Linked DNA regions of Mus musculus: all the other regions are linked to region 1. Evidence: chromatin contacts called from public Hi-C and HiChIP or PLAC-seq data. All regions are on one chromosome and are shown on one strand. The core of a region is the stretch at or near the end of the contact, and the rest is flanking DNA. Distances in the headings are between cores, read along the strand shown. Region 1 holds the start of Grm5 (glutamate receptor, metabotropic 5). Region 2 has its middle 110 kb from the start of Vmn2r79. Region 3 overlaps Grm5 (glutamate receptor, metabotropic 5).

Region 1 (5,026 bases), core at 846-3,345:
CAATGCAAATCTCCAAATTCTATAAATGAATATGCATTGACAGAAAAGGGCTAGAGATGACTTCTCCAGTCAAGTAGAAGAGGAATCAACATGGTATGTGCCAGCTGCCTGCTGCCCACTGGGCTATAGACATGCATGCTCTAAGAGAAATATCGCTTTTCTCTTCCCTCCCTAAGCCTTCTACTCATATTACAGAACATTCCTGTCTCATTCCAAAATCCTCATTTGCCACACAGTGACAAACCTTGAAACTAGGATGTGATTTTCTTTACCATAATCAAGCCCAGGTAACTTCTCAAAGCTTAAGTTAAATAAAAGCAAACAAACAAACCCCAAAACTTCACAACCTATCACCAAAATATGTTTTTCAAATGCTACTTCGCTAGACAATAAAATAAACAAACAAGCAAATAAGCAAAATGTAACTTTAAGTTTTGTGCATTTGAAATTTTCCAAACAACTGTCAAAACTCCATAATCTTTGCATGGGCCTGAATGTTTGGCTGGACTCAACCTTTCCCATAGACCTTTCATAGAACCAGCATGCATTATCCAATGGCACTGTGAACGTTACAGCTGTTAAAATACTTGGAGAGAGAACATCTTTACAATCTATTTGCCTGTATTTCCGGATATCTCCCTTCCCTCTTTCCCTGTACAATTCTTCAAGCTTATACAAACACACACTATTTTGTGAGACTTCAGTGTCCTAAAATGCAGTATGCTTTCCACTTTCCTGATGGAGAGAATAAGTGTACAATGCTTGGTAGTCTTGTTCAAGGTCACATATTTTCCTAGACAATGGCCTAAGGGCTTCTCAGGGTGTGACTGAATGAACATTGGTACCAAATCTGACAGACCCAACTCTCCTTGCTATACTACCACACATAGCTCATGGAGTCTGTTCAACTCCCCTCTCTTTCCTCTTGATCTCCATGTTCTTCATTATCATCCTTTATGAAAGTTCTGTCAGAAAATTTAAGGTTAAAAAAAATCTTCCTTTCACTGCTAGAAATATATAATCTTAGCTTTAAGGGTCCAGACGTGCTGATACATCTCATAAATGGGTTAATGATTCCAGAGAATCTCTTGGTCCTGGTGTTATAGTCATTCAAATGTCATTTTAGAATTGTAATACAGTATTTAAAACCATCCATAATCTTCTTCCCTGTCTCATTTTTGGGGTGCAGCATCAGCAAGTGTGCTTACTACAGCCCAAACATCTAATATCCTCAGAGATCTAAAATTCTCCTCCCTCGCTAAGTGCATGCTTTATCATTGCACATGTACCAGCATGAGACAGAAGGGGGGGGGGCTTTATTGGTTTTATTTATTTTTTTCTGCCACTGATTATTTTAGCTATTTTCTGTGGAAACAACCCCACTGAAATCCTTCAGTTAGGTGAATGAAAACAAAAAGATATTCAAAAACCTCCCATTTAGCCATACCACATTAGCCCAGGCTCCTGACTCTAAATTCATGTCTAATTTATAGAGCACATGTCCTTGCGGGGTGACTTTCTTAAACTTGCAGGACCTTCTAGTATCCCTGGCTTCACCTGTCGTCCACCTGCCCACCACCTGCCCTTCTGGGTCCCTTTAGTCCAAGCACCCGCCCCTTGCTCGCTCACTCTCCATCCCTGCACTGGGGGAGGGGCTCCGGCGGCATCCTACATCCCTGGTAACTCCACAGCTGAGAGAAAGAAAAACAGCGCTATGCTTACCAGGTGCGCTCCCTGAGCCTTGCTCCTCTGGACAGCCGCTCCTTTCAAGCTCCCTGCGCTTTCGTAGCGGCCTTGGCTGCTGCAGAAGCGCTAGTGGCTGCGATCTAAGCTGTAGTGGCAGCCAGCAGAACGGCTGCGGGCCCGCGGTGGTGGCGCTCGCTCTCTCGCGCCAGCGCCTGGAGCACGTGCTGCGCCCGGGCAGACGCAGCTGGAAGCGCAACGCTGGGTTGGCTCCTACTCTTGCAGAGTGCAATTGGGGGCGGCTGGCTAGCCTTGGATCAGTGAGTGAACACTGCTCCTAGAGCCTCTTGGTCTCAGGGTTCAGGCCAGGGCAGTCTTGGACTTCCTCACTACCTCATTCCCACCCAGAGATGGAGAAGCAGGAGCTGTGCTGGGAGGCGTGGGTGGCATGTCACTCAGAGAGAAGCTGGAGAGCAGGTAGATAATCAGCTTCTCTCTGAAGATAGTACGAAACTCCTGACAGTTATTGGGAGAAGGGGTATTATTGCTGGAAGACAGAGAGAGGAGTAGGAAGAAACAGAGAGACAAACACAAGACTGAGAGACACAGAGAGAAGAGAGAGAGAGTGACACAGACTGTACTTACACACACACACACACACACACACAGAGAGAGAGAGAGAGAGAGAGAGAGAGAGAGAGAGAGAGAGAGAGAGAATGAGATTCAGAGAACTGCAAGTACGGTTCAGAAGCCCGAGTGATTAGAAAGACCAATGTATTTAATGGTCTTGAGTCATTAATAATGTCATTTTGCATTTGTCTGCACTTCTTAAAAATGTTTCTTCCTACATCCATTAAAAGTCTTTCCCTGTGGGACTTAAATGTTTTACTTCTTCCAATTGCTTGGCATCCTTTTCTTTGATACCCCTAGTACTGTCTATGGACATCAAAAATGCTAAGGTTACCTTCACATTATATCTGAAAGAAAAAGAATAAAAGGGATCCCTATAAATTACTTGCATGGCTTAATTTAAACAAAAGAATAATTGGGTAATATTATTATTGCCTGAGCAAATTAAAGGAGCCAGGTACTTTCAGTAGCTGAATTAATGATTAAAACATGCACAACACTGAAGTCAAGGACACCAGTTATTAATAACTACTAATGTTTGTCAGTGGGTCCTTGACAACAAGGTAGTGTTTCTTTGATTACTTCGGTGATATAATAGTAAGGAACGGAAGAAGGGAAGTATCCATTTAAAACACTATGTCAAGCATTAAAAGACATTTGCCCATATGTGTGTATTATAGCCCATTTACAGCAACACATTAGAACCAGACTCCAGGTCCACCAACAGATGAATGGGCAACGATGTTATATATACATATAAAACTTTTATTCAGCTGGAAAGAAAACTGAAATTATGAAGTTTACAGGGAAAAAAATGATCAGCCTCAAGTGTATAGCATTAAGTTAGGTGGTCTAAACCCAGGAAGACAAAGCCAGTGTGGTCTTTCTCATGTGCAGATCCTAGCTTGTAATGTGTGCATGTGAAAATATCTGTAAATGTGGACTGATCTTTAAAATACAATCAGCATCACCCCCACAAAATTACTAGAAAGGAAACCAAAAGAAGGGAAAAGGGGTACTAAAGGAAGAAGAGATCAAAGGGCACATTTGCTATGAAAATGAAGAAAGGGGGTAGAGTATCAGAGGGAGTGGGAAGTAAGCAAAAAAGAAGAGGGTGGGAATCTGCTAAAACACACTTTGTTTGAAAACTGATTAATGATGTCTAATACCTTGTGTTATTTTAAAAGTTAAAAAGTAGATCTTCTTAAAGGTATTCATTTTCATTTTTCCATGTCTAAAGACATTTTTAGATACTTGAAGTACAATATGTGAATTTATTCTCCTCTCTTTTTCTAGAGTTTAAAATGTCCGTTTGTCCAACATGAAATTTTCTGTACTAGGTTGATTCCAGTTTTGATTTAGGTCCTTTTGTGAAAAAATGACTGAAGAACTTAGAGAATCTTTGTTTCCTCAAAGGAAGTGGCTCATAAAGGGCATATATGGCCATATTGTCCATGTTTAGTCCAACTTAAAACAGAATTTGTAGATTACATGCAAAGTACCTAAATAATATTAATAGATATGAGATGTTTCCAAATACCTGCACATATTTCATTCTCTCCTCTCACCAAGGCTAATGAAGAAGATGCTATCCCAAAGCATCAGAAAGACAAAGCTGCCCGTAAGTCTCACATGTGGCTTAGCGAGCTTTATTCACTTCCTGTTCTATAAAAGTTGACATGCAAATGGAACTTTAGGCTTATCAATAGCAGTATGTTCAGAGAAGAGAAACATCATTAGATGTTCTTAAATTGCTCATTGATATTTAAAACGGTAGCTTTGTCTCACCCTTTGCACTGTCCTGTTTTTTTCTAATGACTGTTGTTTATAAGTGGTCACTAGGGTAACACTTTGCTCTCCTGCAATTGTTAGTAAAAATCTTACTTCCTGGAGTTTAATCTTGTTGGCTGTGTTCAAAATCTCAGTGCCTCAGTGTCCTTAACTCAACGATTTTCCCCTTTGTCATTGTTGACTTAGTCTAAAATAAAGTCTAATTCAATAATAGTTATGATCATTTTTTGTTGTCCATCTTTCTTATTAAAATGAAATATTTTAAGGAAATATTTTACATAACACATTGCAAGTAAAGTTCTAGCAAATAGTGGACAGTCAATTGTTATTTTAAATATTTAAATTAATACTAAAAAGAATGATGCCTTCTATGTGTCATTTATTGTTCAAATTGTGAATGCTGGTAATAAACCCCATAAATATTTGAAAAAAGTCTGGGGAATAATTGTGTGATAGTCTCTATCCCAGCTTAGACACAACTGCCTGTGGTATCACGTTTCTCAGTTGCCAAAGAAGCTATGATAGTGCTAAACATTTTTAAAAACTATTGTTATTGTCACAATGAATAATAAACAAGTGACTTTTCAATCAACATACAGACTTAATTCTTGTTAGTTTTATAATTTGGCATCTTCATAGAAGATTGTACAGCAGAACTAGAGAGATTTTCATAATAAGTCATTTACCAAAGAATTTCAATGCAAAATCCAGGCATAGCATGGGATTTTAACACAAAGTGTTTCTAAGTCCAGTCACTTATTGCTCATCTGACAAGAAAAACAGTGCATGGCTTTCTAAATTTCTGATTTTATTCCAAATACAGAGTAAATGAGATGGAGTATTAATATTTCAGTACATGGCGATCACTGCAAGTTTAGTCTGTGTTTTCTCTAATAAAGCCCTGTCCTAGCAAAACTCTTGA
Region 2 (5,026 bases), core at 1,162-3,661, 470 kb after region 1:
AAGCAAATAATAAGATCCTCAAGCATCACTAAGTCCACCTTACACAATAAACACAGCTTCCACTTGTTGTATCTTTCTGTTTCCCATTCATTATTTGTGTCCTTCTGTTCTTCCATATAAAATTTTAATTTGGGGGCTGAACACAAACATGACCTTGGGGAATAGGCATGGCCTAGGTAAGACACAATATAATATTTGTCATATAAAAACCAATGATGTGTTACAGACTATAGATAATAAATATGTTATGTAAATGTACATGGCTTATAAAATACCCTAAGAAATATCAAAACTCAATACCAAATAAAGCCAAATACATGGGGAAAAAAAGAATCATGTGAAATACTTGGTAAATTTTAGAGAAATCAATAGATTAATATTATTTTATTGTGGATAAATCTGGTGCTCTTTGTATTTTAATGCTAATTCCACTGTCCTAGAAGGGACTGCAGACAAGAAGTGAGTCATACTCAGGTGACTTCTTGTGAACCAATCCCCTAATAAAGGAGCTAATGACTGGGCAAGTAGGCAGGATTTTAGGGTTGTAGAAGTGAAGAGAGGATGATGGAGGAAGAGGTGGAAGGAAAGTCTCATAGATAGGGAAGATAGTAGTATAGTGGTAGATCTGCCCAATCTAGGTGCACAGCATGTATTCATATTAATTGAGTTGTGTTCTCCCCCACCCGGGGGGGGGGGTGCGTCTTATTTGGATTGGAGATTTACTGCAACATTATTTCTTCTTCACTCCCTAGCAAACCAACTCTCCTACACAATTATCAGCCATAGGCCACACACTCTTCTCATACACACACACACACACACACACACACACACACACACACACATATATATATATATATATATATAATTCTTTAAAGGCTTCTTTTCCTTTACCTCTGCTGACTACTTAGTCTAGAGAATTCTCTCCTATTTCAGTCCAAACCATCCACCCAAACTTTGTCTATCAGCTCAAATATAAGGGTCATATAAACTTAGTTCAGCCTAGCTTGCTTCTAGGCTACTTTTCCATTGAACACTGCATACAATTTTGCTGCAGCTGTTGTTGTATAAGATTTGCTGTAGAAGGGGCTTTACAGTACTTTTATGCACATTCCATGCTATTTGTGGTCTCAGTAGCAGAGCAATAGAATCACAAAATACTCAGTGAATGCTCAGTATATAATTCATGAATGAACTAATTCTATACAAACATTTATGAATTTGGTCTACATTATTTTGTATTGGGATAGTAAAGGATATAAATGACGATTTTTTTTTCTGAATCATAATTTCCCTGTAACTTACAGTTGAGTAAAATAATCACAAAGGAAATGGCTTCAAGGGAAAGTAACCCCAACCCCAAATGATCTATATGATATATAAAGAATGAACTGGAGCATAAATATTCACAGAATGATGAATGAAACATTCATACAAACATCTAAATCTACTACAAGTAGGCTGTGATTTCAGGCTGCTTGGAGAAGCACAAATAAAAAATTAAGTTGGGGATATTTTATGTAGGTGGTTGGGTGGGAAGTGCAGAGAATTGATTTTTTTAAAAAAGAATATTCAGATTAGACACACATAAATATCTGATATAAATAATTCATTTCCCACTGAGACCGGAACCACAAATGACAGCTGCTAAAATAAAATTAATGATACCTTAAAGAATTTTTGCTTAACATTCAATACCTTTTTAATAGTACATAAAAACAGAGGTAGTTAATAAATTTTTAATAGGCATATTAAACAAATAAATAGTATTTTTTTCTTTTCTTTTCTTTTCTTTTTTTTTTTTTCAATGTGTCCACCAATTTATGGAGTCTGTACACCAATGAAAAAGCACATAAAGGTTTTGTAGCTTCAGGGTCAATCAGAATGAAAGTGTGTGTCGGTTTTCACAATAAAACACAGGTGCGCTGGATTCTGAAAATGCTCCTAGAGCTGACTTAGGCTCATCACTCCTGACAGGCAGCATCTGACAATGATTTCTCAGTTATCATGTGAATGGACCGGAGTCATCAGATGTAAGAGCAGAAGGTTTTTAAGTTCTGTAGGATGGTTGTCACCATTCTACCCTTATGAGGTGAATATCGGAGAAGACAGAGGTAGAGTGCTGGCCTCCTTTGCATGAAATGCTAAATTCAGAAGGGTGAAGAAATAGAACAGAATTAGAAAATGGCAGAACTGGGGCTAAAACTCACAAGTTTCAATTCTCAGTCCAGTGGGCTTTTTTCATACACTACCCACCTAAAATAAAGCACTACAAAATTTCCTACAAAATCCACTCTAAAATACAGGACTACATTTACCTGTCTTTAGATTACAAGGAACCGGTCTGGCTCCATGTTTTAATGTCAGGTCTTTGTTTCCTTCTTGTTTACAGAAAGAGCACCACTGTTCACAGTCTCACAGTGCCATCTAGTGCCTACGTCAGATATTACAAAATATAAGAAATAATACATTCTTATACACTTGTATATGTGAAAATTTCTACACTACATTTAAAGTTAAAACAGGAAGGGAATTTAATAGAATTCTAACATATGTTACATACAGCATACAATACATTGTTGAAATTATTCCTTTATTTTTAATAACCTTTGATTATTGCCACTCTGAGCTTTAATCATATTATCAAGTCAACAAAGATTTATTAGAGTTATTTACGTTATAGCCACAGGAGACACTATGGTACCTTTATTCAGATTTTCACACTATACATGGGAACATAGACTTATTAGAAGAAACTTTAAAACTATGTAATCAGGATGACAATTAAAATATGTGAGAAATGTGCTGAGGAAGAGATGCTAGCTGGCTAAGAAGTCAAATAGACAAATGAGAAGATAAGACCTTGTAAATACAGGCCTAGAGAGACATTGGTCATTAACCTGAATTAAAGGGAGAAAAAATAATAAGAAATATTTTTCAGCTATAGAAATCCCTCGCCTAGCTACTCTTTGCAGTTGTTTTATTTATTTACATTTCAAATGTTGTCCCCCTTCCTAGTTTTCCCTCCTCAAACCCTCCATCCCATCCTCATTCCCTTTGCCTCTACCAGGATGTTCCCCCACCCATATACTCACTCCCGACTCACCGTCCTAGTATCCCCCCAATGCTGGGCATCAAGCCTCCACAGGACCAAGAACCTCCCCAGCCATTGGTGCCACTTAAGGCATCCACTGCTACATATGTAGATGGAGCCATGGGTCCCTTCATGTATACTCTTTGGTTGGTATTTTAGTCCCTGGGAGCTCAGCGTGGTCTCCTTAGTTAATATTGTTCTTCCTATGGGGTTCCAATCCTCTTCACCTTCTTTGGTCCTTTCCCTAACTCTTTCATTGAGGTTCCAAGGCTCTGCAATGGTCAGATGTGAGTGCCTCCATTTGTATTAGTAGGGTGCTGGCAGAGCCTCTCAGGGGACAACTATATCAGGCTCCTGTCAGCAAGCACTTCTGGGCATTAGCAATAGTGTCAGGGTTTGGTGTCTGCAGATGGAACAGCCTCTGGATGGCCTTCCTTCAGTCTCTGCTTCATTTTTGTCCCTGCATTTCCTTTAGACAGAAACAATTCTGGGTAAAACATTTTGAAATGGGTGTGTGGCCCCATCCATCAACTGGGGGCCTTGCCTATCTACTGGAGGTGGTCTCTACTGGAGGAGACATGTTCTAGCACCCATTTGTTGACTATTTCAGCTAATATCATTCCCTTTGAGTACTGGGAACCTCTTGCTTCCCTGGCATCTAGGACTTTCTAGTGGCTAATTCCAGTTCCCCATACCTCACACCCACATAGTTCTGTTAAATTACCTGACCTTTTGTACTTCTCTCCTGTTTCTTCCCATAATTGATCCTTCCCTAACTTCTTCTTTGAGTTTGTTTATATAGTGGACTATGTTGATTGATTTCTGTATCTTAAACCATCCCTGCATCCCTGGGATGAAGCCTACTTGGTATTGGTGAATGATTGTTATCATGTGTTCTTTGATTTGGTTTGGGAGAATTTTATTGAGTTCACATTGATATTGATAAGGGAACTTGGTGTGAAGTTCTTTTTCTTTGTTGGGTCTTTGTGTGGTTTGGGTATCAGTGAAACTGTGGCTTCATAGACTAAATTAGGTAGTGTTCCTTCTGTTGCTATTTTGTGGAATAATTTGAAAAAAAAACAGTACTACGTCGTCTTTGAAGGTCTGATAGAATTCTGCACTAAAAAAAACAATTTTTTTTTGGTTGGGAAATTTTTAATGACTGCTTCTACCTCCTTAAGGATTATGGGACTGCTTAGATGTTTCATCTGATCCATATTTAATTTTGTTACCTGGTATCTATCTAGAAGATCATCAATTTCATCTAGGTTTTTCAGTTTTGTTGACTATTGGCTTTTGATCCTTTGAATTTTCTTAACTTCTTGTTTTTATGTCACCTGTTTCATTCTTTATTTGTCAATTTGGATACTGTCTTTGTGCCCTTTAGTTAGGTTGGCTAAGGGTTTATTTATCTTTCTGATTTTCTAAAGAACCGACTCCTAGTTTTGTTAACTCTTTGTATAGCTCTCTTTGTTTCTACTTGGTTTATTTCAGCTCTGAGTTTGATTATTTTCTGCTGACTACTACTCTTGGGTGAATTTGCTTCTTTTTGTTCTAGAACTTTCCGATGTGCTGTTAAGCTGCTAGTGTATGATCTCTTCAATTTCTTTTTGAAGGCACCCAGAGCTATGAATCCTTCTCTTAGAACTGCTTTCATTGTGTCCCATAAGTCTGGCCATGCTGTGCATTCATTTTTGTTAAATTCTAAAATGTCTTTTATTTCTTTATTTCTTCCCTGGCAAAGTTATTATTGAGGAGAGAGTTGTTCATCTTCCATGTGTATGTTGGCTTTCTTTTGTTTCTGTTATTATTGAAGACCAGTGTTACTCTGCGGTGGTCCAATAGAATGTATGGGATTAATTGAATGTTCTCGTATCTGTTAAGGCTTGTTTTGTGTGTTCTATTATATGGTCAGTTTTTGAGAACGTACCA
Region 3 (5,026 bases), core at 1,453-3,952, 340 kb before region 1:
TTTTTGCTTTTGCATACTATATATGTGTGCAGATTTTTTTCATTATATTAAAACAGAAACACAAACATGAGAGAGAGAGAGAGAGGGAAAGAAAGCATGAACAAGGAAGCATTATTCTTTTTTTGATTAATAAAATTAAGTTTGGGAAATTTAAGAATGAGAAGGCCCAGAACTTACAAATATTCACCATGATGTAAACCTTTTCCCTTGCTTTTCTTGCTGTTGGTGTCAATAGAAGAAGTCCTATCACCTGTAACATATATTTTGGTCTGTATATAAGAATTTTTTAAATATTAAAAAAATCAGTACTTCATTAATAGTTTAGTTTAAATTAAGAATTGGTAATAGTGTATAGAACTGAAAACTTATTAAAAGAAGTGTGATTTCAGTACTATGACAAATAAATAGAAAATTCATGAAACTGGTCAAATTTAGTAACATTTATTGCTGACTGATATAGTCTATATTCTTTATGTCTTTCTGCATATGATTCAATGAATATGTTTCATATTTCTGAGTTTTCTGATTTCCTCCATTAATGCCAGTGGGTACTGAGAGGAATCCTGCTTCGTGATTTAAAGTCTTGATTTTCAGTATTTGATTTTCTTGAATTTCTTCCTTTGGGTATATTTTCTTATCTGTAAACTATTAATATTAGTTACCTTGAGTGGATGAATATCTTCAAATAGCTTAGAGTTTAGCTGTAGAACAGAAAACTTACTCTTGAACTTACCTAGAAACTCTCCTGTTTGCTGGGTCTCATAGTGATGGAAGGTGCTGTTCAGGTTTGTGTAGAAGAAAATTATGGTCATATGCAAAGCTATACATTGTATTATATAACCAACCTACTATGAATAATTTGCTCACTGGAGCAATAATGATAAGATTGCTTATGGGAGTAATCAACTGCCTTTGTGACTACATTTAAGGCCTGATCAACAGTAGGGAATTTAGACTTGCTTTTGTAAACATGGTCAAAAACCATGTAGTGAAAGCATAGGCTTTTAGGAAGAACTGATTGATGAAGATTCTAAACTGTTATATTGTCAAACTGCCTTTTGACTACTTATTTTTATTTTCTATTGACCCAAACTTGATCAGAAGAACAGCTAATCACATTGGGCAATGATCAAAGCAGAGACATGATACTATTCATAATCTTGAGGATAAGAAACTCTGATATCTAAGCTGTAGACAGGGCACTGATGTCAAATCCCCTCAGTGCTAAGGATGAGCATCAGAATACTGTAGATGCTGTCTGATTGCATACAACATAAATATAGCACAAATGAACTCAGAGTAGTTGTGAGCACCTCCAGAAGACCCTGAACAAGAACAAGCAATTCAGTTTCACCATGCAGCAGGGAGGAATTCTTGAGTCCTAGCCTCTAGTTGAGGATCTATTTACTACTTCATGGATGCTGGGGAGAGACAGTTATTTCTCTTTATTTCATTAGATCCTAGTGGGTGGCCCCATACCATTTCACATATATGCAAAGGTAACTGAGATTACTGGGTTAAAATAAACAAGCAAACATATTTAAGAAATAATATGAGCCAGCATGTGATTCAGTAGCATTTAGAGATTTTTTTTTATTATTGCTAATCTTTTATAGATATCTCATTTTATGGGAATAAAACAAGAAAGAGAATGCAATGAAATAAAATTTGTAAAGCAACAATGGTTGACTTTCTTGCACGTACTATGTAATGGCTCATGTCAGAAAATATGATAGCATCATTTAGTTCACCACCCATAAAATAAAACAAAACAAAACATTTGTGAAGATCCTGATGTGACATAGTTACATGGTGGTAGTTACTGAATTATAAAAATCATGGTAGAATAACTTGTTCATGAGCTCTACTGAGAGAGACAAGTAAACAGAAGGCTGTGATGTCATAGTTTTTCACTTCCAGTATGCATAGGTTTCTTTTCCTCTTATTTTCACAATTCTGTAAAATGAGTCTTACATTGGATACAATGTGACACATGAGAAAAAAATGGCATGTGTCCTTTACTAGTACAACAAAAGAGTAAAATCACTGGAGAAAAATTTCAAAGGTAAAATGTGTTTAGAGACCTAGAGCATCCACTGAGTGGACAGGGAAGGGAGGAAGTGGCAGAGAAGTGAGTCACTTGTGGAGAACATATTCATAAGCGTGATAAGTTGAAGATGAAGCCATAATTTTGTGCATCCGTATGAAGGGGGGCGGGGGAAAGAAAGGGATAGCCAATGGAAGTGAAAGGTTAAATGTCTGGTCATATATACCCAGGAAAACAGACTAGAATTTATTGATAAGTAGCAAGCCTTTAAAACAGGATTTGACTAGATTTGCAATACTGATAGATTTCTCTGAGTTAGTGTCTGTCACAGGAAAAAAAAAGAATGAAATGCAGAAGCATAATGAGGAAGGGGCTTCTGGGAAGTTCAATCTGAACTCTCTTGCCAGGAATTAAGTAACCAAGGTGACACCATGGATAGGGGAACACTTGGTCTAAACCTGAATGGTGAGAACAATAATCCACATGCTCTTGGCATGAAACTGTCTCCTGTGTAGCTGGGCTACTTGCCGGAATTCATTTTTAAGTCAACATAGTCTACTTCCATCACCATTTCCGGGCAAGTCTGTGCTCCTGGCATCCTCTCTATGTACCCCAGGGGCAAATTTAGCTGGGTTTCAAATGTGTGAATGCCCCATTATATCCGAGTGTCTGAAAATGTCTTTCTTCACAAACACGCACTGAACAAGCAGAATCTGTTCTCAGCAGGAAACAACTGTGCTGCCGAAGTTGGCAGACAGAGTTGGAAAGCAAGCAAGTTATGTTTCTGCTCCTCTGCCCACCAAGCAGCTTCACCCAGCTTCCTTTAAATGCCCCTTCGGTTCCCTCTCCTCCACAAGTGAAAAACGCTGGGTATTCACATTCGCTGTTCTAATTGTTTCGAATAAACTTCCCCAGGAGTTGAATTACCTTAGCAAAGGCTTTCAGTATTGAACCACTTTGAATTCTAAGAGTTTGCAAGTAAAAGTCCCCAAAGACAGGCATTGTTTTCTTCATCTGTTCGAAAGTACAATGTTTGCAAGTTGCAATTTTCTTTACCAGAGAGTGTTTCTTTGATTTCATGAAAGTCATGGGTAGGAGTGACACATTGAGAGAAAAAAAAAAAAGAAAGAAATTGTTCTGACTCAAAATACTCTTCTGGCACTTCACCAAGAATATTTTGCTGAATCCCCTTGAATCTGATGGGCATGACAGGAAGTAATTACTAAGTAAAATGTAAGACTGGTGACTGTGTCACAGGGAAACTAGGCACAGGTCAAGAGAGGCAGTGCTCCCAGTACATAAATCCCAACAAGCAGGATTGAATTATTTATCTGTCATTTAATAATTGTGACATCCTCAATTCTCCACTGAGGTTCCCGAGAGCTCAGCTTTTCTATTTTCACAGAATAATTATGGATGACAATTTAATATCATAGTGGGTATTATTGGTTCATGAAAAATAACACTCTCAAAGATCAAAAATGATTGAAATTTTTGAATAAATTAGAATTTCTTGGATCCTATTCCAAATCATTTCAAAAATATATAATTGAAACTTACTAGTATGCTGACAGGCTTATAGCTCTCTCTATATCTTTCCCTCTCTCCCTGTGTGAATGTGTGTGCGTGTGTGTGTGTGTGTGTGTGTGTGTATTCATGTTTGTGTTCCATTTTGAAGGTACATATCTGCCATGTTCTATCAGAAAATTGGAAAATAACCTCAATTGTCAGTCGTCACTTTCCATCCTGTCCTGAGACAAGAACTCTTGTTTTTGTTTTTTGTTTTTTTTTTCCCCTGCATATGCTAGTCTAGCTTGCTCAGACGTTTAAAGCAACTTTGCTTCCCATCTCTTCGTGGATGAAGAATGGGATAATAGGTGTTTGCAATACTACATCTGGATTTTTGCTTTGGTTCTAAGGATCTGAAACCTTGTTAGGCTTGTTAGTTTGTTAGGCTGACATGGCGAATGCTTTACCCAAGTCTATTTTTATTGCTGCAACCATTCAGAGTAGCTGAGAAGAGGAACCAGCCTAATGTTTCTCAATGGATAAACATTTAAAACTACAATTGTATTCAGCTATTTTAAAAAGCTGGAAATCAACCCATCCCAGTGACAGAGTGTCATCCAAGCCATCATGGCAGAGAGCTATGGAAAATCAGCACTACACTCTTGTCAATAGACATTTTATTGAGAACAAATAAGATAAAAAGAGAAAAGAGAAAGGATGCACACAATATCAGCTGAGAGAAGAAAGATGCCAGGAAAATGCTCTATTCTAGGCACTGGAGTAGAGCAGCAGGGAGACTTCTAGTTACAAGGACTCCTGCTGAGGAAAGACAGGATTTTCAAAAGACTCCTGCTGAGCTGGAACAGGGCAACTCAAGACCTTCTGTGAACTTCAGTCTTGAGACACTCAGAGTAACTGTTATGGGACCATAAACTGAAATCTGGCAAGGAGAATACTTCTAGACTGAGGGAGAGAAATTTGACCTTAGAACCAGGAAAAGTATTTAGGACAATAGAAATCTGAAAGCCAGTGTGTCCAGGAGATAATAGACTCAGGTTCCAAGTAGCATTCTCAACATCAAGAAAGACCGACCAACCAGTGGTGAGACCATCTTTCAAGAAGACCCAAGAAACTCTTTATAAAGTGTAAAATTCTTCTATGACACAGACCATGAAGGAATTCCATTAACAAGACTAACAGCCATGGTTTCATCACACAAAGAAATACACAGAAGAGCATAACAATATTCATAATCCAAGGACTATGCTGAGGTGTAATCAGTACCCATGATCCAATCCATGAAAGACCACCCACTGAAGTGATTAATATCTGTGACTAAACCTGAAACCTTGCAAAGGACTGTGCTCAGGCAATTAAAATTCAACCTGACGATGAAAGTAGCAGTAAGAAATGTTTTCAATGTAAATGAATTTCTCAGTACACTAGCATCTTTATCTAACCTTTCAAAGG

Evidence for each region. A called contact is a pair of places that touch in the nucleus more often than the background predicts. HiChIP or PLAC-seq counts read pairs in DNA pulled down with a chosen protein or histone mark.
Region 2: an H3K4me3 HiChIP or PLAC-seq map of forebrain shows a contact between it and region 1, with 7 times the contacts expected there. The contact joins the enhancer-like site here to the promoter of Grm5 in region 1. A contact is called at or near these places in 12 of 484 Hi-C or Micro-C datasets (the AML12 cell line, the MC3T3-E1 cell line, beige adipocytes and 8 more), 2 of 115 datasets of contacts at active chromatin or transcription factors (forebrain and neural progenitor cells) and 2 of 9 other capture datasets (adipose tissue and liver).
Region 3: a contact with region 1 is called in a Hi-C map of neural progenitor cells, with 4 times the contacts expected there. The contact joins the enhancer-like site here to the promoter of Grm5 in region 1. A contact is called at or near these places in 5 of 484 Hi-C or Micro-C datasets (cerebral cortex, cortical neurons, forebrain and 1 more).

What each region holds. Positions count from the first base shown.
Region 1 is chr7:87,581,237-87,586,262 of GRCm38.p6, reverse strand. It overlaps Grm5 (glutamate receptor, metabotropic 5), which reads right to left and starts at 2,095. Exons shown (of 11, transcript NM_001143834.1): 1 at 1,723-2,095.
Region 2 is chr7:87,108,171-87,113,196 of GRCm38.p6, reverse strand. No RefSeq gene overlaps it. Among named protein-coding and RNA genes, the nearest start is that of Vmn2r79, 110 kb to the right of the region's middle. Within about 2 kb of position 2,411, at least 12 of the 459 cell types and tissues checked have an H3K27ac peak or open chromatin away from gene starts, as enhancers often do. A contact at or near this core is called in forebrain, where this site is marked.
Region 3 is chr7:87,923,802-87,928,827 of GRCm38.p6, reverse strand. All of the region lies in intron 4 of Grm5 (glutamate receptor, metabotropic 5), which reads right to left. Among named protein-coding and RNA genes, the nearest start is that of Gm24249, 160 kb to the left of the region's middle. Within about 2 kb of position 2,702, at least 55 of the 459 cell types and tissues checked have an H3K27ac peak or open chromatin away from gene starts, as enhancers often do. A contact at or near this core is called in cerebral cortex, cortical neurons, forebrain and 1 more, where this site is marked.